Linked DNA regions of Pan troglodytes: region 2 is linked to region 1. Evidence: chromatin contacts called from public HiChIP or PLAC-seq data. All regions are on one chromosome and are shown on one strand. Each heading gives the region's core, a stretch centred on a gene start, on an enhancer-like site or on the middle of the called end of the contact. The rest is flanking DNA. Distances are from core to core; before and after follow the strand shown.

Region 1 (4,101 bases), core at 469-2,968:
AATAAACTTTTAAAGTTCGCTTTTAAATCCTGGAGTCAATCCCCTACTGAGATTCCCAGACCCCTGCAAAGGAGTCAGAAGAGACCGGCGCGGGTGCTGGGTTCCCAGGGACTCTCTGCCTTCCAAAGGACCTACCAGAAAAACACCCGAGGGAAAGGCAGGGGCCCTGCCCAGTTCCCAGGCCAATCAGTCCAGCCAGGCCGACTGCCCACCTCATCTCTTCGCCACTGTCCAGCCCCCAGCCGCTTCTCTGGCTCTGCACACCCCCATCCTCCAACTCTGAGGGGCGTGGGAAAGGAAAAAGGGGGCTGGGTTTCGTGCCTTTCCTGACAGAGAGCTGCGGAATTGGACAAGGAGAGTCACTGGGACTGCCCAGGAAGGAGGGGCTGGACGTTCCTAGACGGCCGGTGGCTGTGGGTCATGGCTCGGAGCTCTGCCTCTTCTCTCAGAGCCATAGACAGCCCGGCTGGGGTGGCGTTCACCGCCGCACCCGCGAGCGGCCGTCAGAAATCTACCGGGGCAGCCCGGAGTGGAGGCAGAAGCCCCGCCCCAGCCCGCCCCACAACCTCAGGAGGCAGCACAGGCACTCCGGACGGGGTGGGCGGGGGAGCTCGCCGGGACCGTCCAGAGTTAGGGCTCCTTCCGCCCCTGGCTCCAGCAGCTCCAGCAAGCTGAGCTGAGGCGGCGCGGAGCCGTCCAACACGAGCGCACCGGGTCCGGTCGAGCGCTTACCTCTGCGCCGCGGTGCTGGCGTCCAGGATGCCCGCGCCCTGCATCCAGGAGCGCACTGAGCCCAGGCCGGCGGGCAGCAGCGGCTCCTCCTTCAGGTTCAGCCCGCTGCGGGGCAGAGCGTCCTGCGCAGGGAACATGAGGGCGCGCGGTGAGTGAGCGCCCCCGCCGCCCCGGATCCGGTCCCGCTGAGGCTGCGGGCGTCTAGCTCAGCCCGACCCGACGGCACCAGGCGCCTCCAGCAGCGCAGCGCCGAGTCCGGGTGGCTCAGTGCGCGCTCGCCTCTTGGGCGCTCCCTCGGAGAAAGCGGGTCCGCGGGCGCCGGCGCTGTCCCCTCCCCTCCTGGGGCGCTGGGCGGGGAGATGGAGGGATTCCCCCGCGGCCTGAGCGCTGGCGGGCAGACTGCGAGCGGGGCGGGGAGGGCGGGGAGCGGAGCCCGCACCCGGTCCGCGCGGAGGCGCCCCAGAGGCGCGCTCTGGCGGCTGCCCGGGGCCGCGGTCGTCGGAGGGGGGGGCCCGAGCGCCCCGGGAGCTGCCTCGGGCAAGGCGGGGGCGCGGGGCTGCCCGCCCTTTCCCCCTCGGCGCCCCCACCTCCCGCCCGCCCGCGGCGCCAGCGCGGGGCGCTGATTACCATCCGGGAGGCGGAGGCTGCGGGCGCGGAGCTCGGCGGCGGCGGCGACAGTGGCGGCAGCGGCGGCAGGAGCAGCAGCAGCCGCGCGTCCCGGGGAAAGGCTGGGGCCGCGCCGGGCCAGCAGACGCCGCCGCCGCCAGCGCCCCGCGTGCCCCGGCGTCCCGGCCCTGCCGTAGCCCCGGGCGGCAGCACCTGGAGCAGCAGCAGCAGCAGCCCGGCCGACTCCCCCCGGGGCCCGGTTCCCGCGCCGCCCCGCCGCGGCCGCCGCCGCCCGCCGCTCCCCGGGGCCTGGCCTCGGGCCCGGGCCATCCCGCCGCCGCCGCCGCCGCCGCCGCTCCCGGGGGAGCGGTAGCCGAAGGGAGGGAGCGCAGGCGGGAGGAGGGATGTCGGGAGCGGGCGGGCCCAGGGGACGGGGGCCCGGGGGAGGCGGGGGCGGGGCGGCGCGGCCGGCCGAGGGGCGGCCGGGGACGTGACATCATCGGGGGAGGAGCGGCCGGGCCCGGGCCGCGGCGGCGGGGCGGACCCTGGCGAGTCGGTCGCCTGGGCTGGGGGCTGCGGCCTGGTCGCGGCCGCGGGAGGGAACGGAAGAGCCCGGCTGGGGCCACGGAAACCCGCGCAGGGAGGATCTGGGGCCGCGCGGCGAGGGAGCCCGGCCCGAGCGGGAGGTGCGCGCCCCGCTGCGCTCGGGAACCTCCGCGGCCTCCCCGTCGCCGCCGGACGAAGCCCCGGCGTCTTCGCGGCCTCATCTCCCTCCCCCGGCACCCGCCGTACTCTCCGCGCCCGACGCCTTGTGCCTGGACTTGCTGCTCATTTTGACGCCTCCGAGCTTTCGCTCTTGACGTTTTTCTCCCGCGTGACTGTACTTCCGCATTTCCCCGGCGACCCTGACCTCACTTTCACCCCAGCTAAGGACTGAAACGTCTCTGCCGTAGGCTGCGGCCCCAGACAAGCTGGGCGAGGTCCCTGCATCCAACCATCCCTATTCCTGATGCTGGGTTACCTAAGCCTAAAGCATTTTCAGTTTCCATCTGTGCCTTTCAGGAACCTCCTGATTTCTGATTGCAAGTTGGACAGGTAGGCTCAGAGCCCAGCTCACCTCCTGTTTCTCCCCAGCCGCGTCCCGTCTCAGATCCCATTCCTTTTTTTTATTAGTTCCTGGCACAGAAGTCGCCTGGCCCTTGACCGTGGGGCAGAGACATTTCTGCCCCTCTCCCCACGTTGTCCTGGCCAGGCTTTGAGCAAGCCCAGACTGAGTCCAGCACTTTCCTGCAGAACAGCATGGGAGCCACCTGCCCTGCCTGCCATGTTCACGCTCAGACACCCCTGCAATAACACCTTCCTGCTCCAACTCACTCCCATCCTCTTCTGGGGGGCCTCCAAGTGTGAGTTAGTGTTCTGTCGCACATTGGCCCAGATGAGGCGTCCTGGGGGCACTGCTGGTTCTCCTACCATCACAGAGGCCCTCTCGCATCCTTTCCTGGTCTCTTTACCACCCCTTCTCTCTATGCCTCTCCCCATCACCCACAGGGGGCTGCCATTCCCACCGGGACTCCTTCAGGTCTCAGCTTTTACCCTAGGTGGGATTATCAAACATGGGTCTCTCCTTAAGACAATTCTTAAGCCAGTCTCTTTCTCCATCTCCTGATCTGCCTCTCTAAATCTTGCTTCTCACAGTGTGGTCCCCGGACCAGCAGCATTGACATCACCTGGGAGCTGGTGAGGAATGCAGACTCTTAGGCCCTGCCAGGACCTGCTGAATCAGAACCTGCGATTTCCCAAGACCTGTACACACATTACATGTGAGAAGCCCCCCAGAGCTGTTCCACACTTGCTCCACTCCTCTCCCCAACATTCAGACCCACCTCTGGCTCTCTCATTTCCAGCAGACACCCTTCCTCTTACCCAGTGGAGAGGACTCAGGGAATCTTGGCAGAACCCTGCTGGCACCATCAGCGGCGTATGCTCCTCCTCGTTTCTGTCTTTTCACCTGTTCTCTTCTCTCGGTCTTCCACTGTGGAGATGGATGTGGAACCTTTTTGCTTAGTCCTGTCTTCTGCCTTTCCTGAGGTTACCCCACCGATCTCCTGTTTGTGTCTCAATATGTTCTTTTCTCTGCTCAGATCTCCCCATTCTTAAAAGAACTGTTCCCTCCTCCTCGCCTCCTTCTTCAATTTCTGCCCCTCCTGTGTCTGAGACCGTTCACAGGAACGCTCTGCCAAGGATGCCTGACTGGCCCCCAGCAAGCCACTCCTGGGGCCCTTGTGGGCTGGCTCCCTTCCAGCCCTGCCTTCCTGCTTCTGCTCTCAGACTCCGTGGTCTCTCTTGGGCTTCAGGCCCTGGGACCTCCTGGCAGCAGTGGGCTACCCCACCCCTCAACCCCAAACACACATGGGAAACCACCCTGGTGACCAGATATATATATACATATATATATGCGTGTGTATGTATTTACACACACCTGGGAAATATATATATCTGGTGTATATATATTTACACACACCTGGGAAACCGCCCTGATGACCAGAGCACACTGTCTTTCTCCTCTGCCCTCTGAGCACCTCAAGCTGCTGTGCCTGGCGCTCTTCTTCTGTTCTCCCCTCACAGAATTCGCGTTCCTCCACAGTCTCAGAGAACATCTTTGAGGAAATGGTGTCCCCATATGGGACTCTCACTTCTGTCAGTCCTGAGCATCAGTGGGTGAGGACAGGGCTGGGCTTGGCCCTCAGAGAGGAGAGGAGCACC
Region 2 (4,101 bases), core at 560-3,059, 160 kb before region 1:
GGGTGGGATGGACATGGGGAAGCGGGGAATCAGAAATACTAACAGTCCTGGGCATGTACTCCAAGCAGGCCTTCAAAACACGAAAAAATCTCTTGGGAAGTGGATACCGGGAAATAAACAGAGCCTAGGCATAAGAGAGAAGAGATTGGAAAGAATCTACAAGACAACTTGGAGGAATTCTCCCACCATGGGAGATAGAAAGGTGGGCAAGACACAGCTCCTGCCCGCAAGAAGCTTCTCAAATGAGAAGAACTTTAAAAGAAAAAGTGGAGCTTGGCAGGTAAAGGTGGGGAAGAAAGAGGATCACATAAAACAAAAACATCCCAACATGTGAGCGGGCAGTCAAGCAGCTCTGAATACTAGCCAGCAAGCGGGATGAGGGGAAGGAGAATTGGAGGATCAGATTAGGCTAAAAGTAAAGGAGTAAATTGAGGCAAGATTGTCAAGGGCTTTGTATGACCTGATAAGGCATTTTAGGCTTCATTCATCCCATGGGAAAAAGAAAAGCGAGGGAGTTTTTAAGTAAACAAGTGACAGCATCAGATCTGTTTCTGAAAGGAGTGGCCAGGCAGGAAGATGTTCGCCCTTTCCTAGTCAGTCCTCCTCTCGCCCACCATCTTCTGTTTCTCAGGCTGCCTGCACAGCTAGCAGGTGGCAAACGAAGCCATCTCCAGGGTGATGTGACTGGTTCTAGAGCCGGAATCCCTCTCCTGAGCAAAGGCTTCTGATGGCGTTCACCCTGCAGAGGGTGGATTTGCACATTCTTCTTTTCCTGTCTTACAAATATCATCAGTGATCTCAAAAATAAAAACGAAACCCTCAAGACAGGACTCTGCTCTGCTATTTTTTTTTAATCTTCAGGAGATATAATTAGTAACTAATTTTTTCAAAAAATTTTTTTTATTTACCGAAAGTAAAAAGGGAGGGGACCTGCGTTCTCAATTGGCCTATTCTGAATTCTGGGCAGCTCTCAGCCCTTATTTCCCTTCTTAAACAGCCTCAACAGTTGGGAGAGGGCGGCAAGGAGAGGGGCCTGGGAGACGGGCCGGGGCACCGAGGGAGGTGGACTTGAAGGGAAAGAAAAGTTGGTCACTGCAAAAGCAAATTTTCTCATGCCAAGAGTTTTCCTCTTTCCTCCCATTAAATGGACCTGAGCAAATTCTGTTCTCGCCGTTCTAAGTTTCTTCTCTGAGAATGAACTCTGGCAGTGCCCTGGCCTGGTCCCAGAAGGACGCATGCAAAGTTCCTGGGCAGTCGCGAGGGGTCGGCACTCGGGCCGGCACGTTTCCGGGGACCCCCTCCCCGCGACGGACCCGCAAGGATGCACAATCAAACTGCAGGCGCCCGCAGGCTTCTACCCGGAAAAGATGGCTTAGGGCTTAGGGCTTAGGGCTTCGGGCTTCGGGCTCCGGGCTCCGGGCTCCGGGCTGTGGCCCGGGACCCCTCCCACCGCCCCCGGGAGCCGCTCCCCCTTCCGGAGCCCACCCGGGCGCTGCGGCCGCGAACACTCACAGAGTCGGGCGTTGGGCGGGACCGCTGGGGACGAGGACAGCGGCTCCGCCTCGGCTCCGCGGCGGCGTTTCGGGCCGCCACTAGCCCTCAGGGCCGCCGCCCGGCCCGCGGCTCCGAGCCCCGCGGCGGCGGCGGCGGCCTCGCCTCCATAGCGAGGGGAAGCGGCTGAGGGGCGACTGGGCGGGCGACAGTGATGGCGGCAGCGGCCGGGGTCCGAGCGCGATCGCGCGCGCGCGCGTCTCTGTCAGCGCCGCACTCGCCGCAGCCTCGCTCCCGACCCGGCCTTGGCTGTAAGGCGCGTGTTCATTGGCTGTTCAGAGACAGGCGCTGGTTGGCCGACAGCGAACGGGCGTCTCCGGCCCGCGCGGGCCCCGCCCTTGCGCTCCGCTGGGCGCTCACTTGCCGGCTGGGGCGCCGAACCCGGTCGCACGGTCTCCTCGTAGCTCCATAGGGGTTCGCCCCGGGGCTGCCCAGTCCTTCGGGAAGCTGGACCCCGGAAGGACCGGCTGCGAGTGCACCAGTGCCTTCAGCCATTCTACAGTCACAGGCCTCATGACTTGGGCCTTCTTCCCAGTTTACAGATCAGGAAACCGAGGCCAGGCACAAACTACACCAATGTCTAGCCACCAGGGCGGCCTGAAACTCGAGAGCCATCTTCCTAACCCTCTCCAAACGTGATACTGTGGGTCTTTTTTTCCCTCCCCTAATTGCTGCAAAGAACGACGGATCTCACTGGGGAGGGAGAGGAACCTGCCAAGTCCCTAGAACGGGTCTGGCTCCGTGGGTGTCGTCTTACATCAAATCAGCCCACGCCGTCCCCACCCGAGCTCCAGGGTAATCTCCCCCGCTTTCCAGATGCGCATGCTGGGGCCCCGCTCGCCACCGAGCTGAGTAGAAGCACAACACATGGTGCTCTGCGATGGGGGTGCCTTTTGCGATACGCCTGGCGGGGGAGGGGAAGCTCAAAACGCAGAGAGGAGCCAGAGTGCGCCCTCCCCCGGCCGGGGTTGGGGCGCGTAGCCCCTTCCCGGCGCTCCCGGCACGGCGTCTGGTGCGTGACACCCGCGAAGCAATCGCTCAGTCCATCCAGTGGCAGCAGGTTCCTACACGGATCCCCGCGGGTGCTGCAGGACCTGAGCGTCTGCGGCTGAAAGCCGATTACGCAGTCGTGATAGGTGGTGGCAAATGCGACATTTCGCCGGGTTGTGATCCCCAGTAGGGACCCCTGGACATTCCGAGACCCGCGCAGGGCGAGCGGCTGGGCGTCTGCAGGCAAAAGACAGATTGCACAGTAGCGCACAAACCGAGCTTGCGGGTAGGGGACGCTTTATCCCAGACCCAGAGTCTGCGGTTCCCGGGGTAGGTGGCGGCGAGTCTCTCCTCCAGACCGGGCAAACCCTGAGTCCCCCTCACGCACCCCAGGCCGGAAGGAGTCCCACATTCGGGGCGCCCCCGGGGAAGGGTTGTGACCGGCGGCAACTCTTCATGGCAGGGAACACTGCGGCGCAAAAGGGGCTCACATCAGCAGCCCCTACCATCTCCAGTCCTACAATCTCCGGTCCCCACCACTGCCTTCTGTTGGGGCGCCAGTTTAGGACTCTGTGCCCCACTCCTCCGTATTGTGGAATAAGTTAGTCCATGCTAACCAGAGCCAGGGCCTGGGAATATGGGTGGGGCGGGCCTCAGGCCGTCCCCTCCCCATCAGGGAAGTCTCTCCTTGAGTGGGAGTTGTGACTCTCTCTCCCTCTCAGCAGGGCCTGCCTAGAGGTGTGGGTGAAATGGCCGAACCCGACACCTCTGACCAATAGACACTCCAGCCCAAAGGCCCAGAGTCCACACGCCTACTCTCCTAACGCTCAGACCCCAGTGAGGGTGGATCCTTCCCCACGCCCAACATTCACATATCCCCTTAAGTCCAAACTCAATCTATCCCCCAACACCGAATGGAAAAGCGAAAAGCGGGAAGTCAAAGTGTGAAAACCCCTAACAAGTAATGACTGCAAACGCAGAGGTACCACAGTAGCTGGGATAGCAGCCCTATGCTCTAGAACCAAACCCCACCAGCTTACTTTTGCCTTATATCTAATTTACACTATTATTTCTTAATATGTTTCTTTTTGTTGATTAGTTTTTTTTTTACTTTTTATTTGTATTACCCTAGAAGGGGTTGACATGCTACTTATATTTTTAATATAATTGAAATAGTGATTGCAGTTAAGTGTTCATCTTTGAGATTATCTGAAGGACCCCTTTTGGATATGACCACACTTGGAAAAATTGTTGTTGGGCGTGGTAGTCAAAGAGCCCGGGGTTTCCAGCCCCACCATGTGCTGGGTGACCTGAGCCTCCCTCTGCAACTCTTCCTGGAACTTCCCAGGGCTGTATTGAGAATTAGGCATGTTCAGCTTGGCAAGTAACCCATTCTCAGGAAATGAAAGTTCTTTCTCTCCCCATGAGACAGCTGCACTATGGTCAAAGCATTTGTGGGGTGTGCACAGGGGTGACAGAACTACAGACCAAGGAGAACTACAGACCCTGGAGACCCTGGGAAGGAGGGTTCAGCTCAGCAACCACACAGATGCTGTTTCC

What was found. HiChIP or PLAC-seq counts read pairs in DNA pulled down with a chosen protein or histone mark.
Region 2: a contact with region 1 is called in an H3K4me3 HiChIP or PLAC-seq map of stem cell-derived excitatory neurons, with 3 times the contacts expected there. The contact joins the promoter of PTPRA here to the promoter of EBF4 in region 1. A contact is called at or near these places in 1 of 7 Hi-C or Micro-C datasets (induced pluripotent stem cells) and 1 of 1 datasets of contacts at active chromatin or transcription factors (stem cell-derived excitatory neurons).

The regions. Positions count from the first base shown.
Region 1 is chr21:9,322,929-9,327,029 of NHGRI_mPanTro3-v2.0_pri, reverse strand. It overlaps EBF4 (EBF family member 4), which reads right to left and starts at 1,718. Exons shown (of 17, transcript XM_054674381.2): 1 at 1,360-1,718; 2 at 733-854. The coding sequence starts at 1,668.
Region 2 is chr21:9,485,663-9,489,763 of NHGRI_mPanTro3-v2.0_pri, reverse strand. PTPRA (protein tyrosine phosphatase receptor type A) reads right to left here and starts at 1,809. Exons shown (of 22, transcript XM_063803252.1): 1 at 1,513-1,809.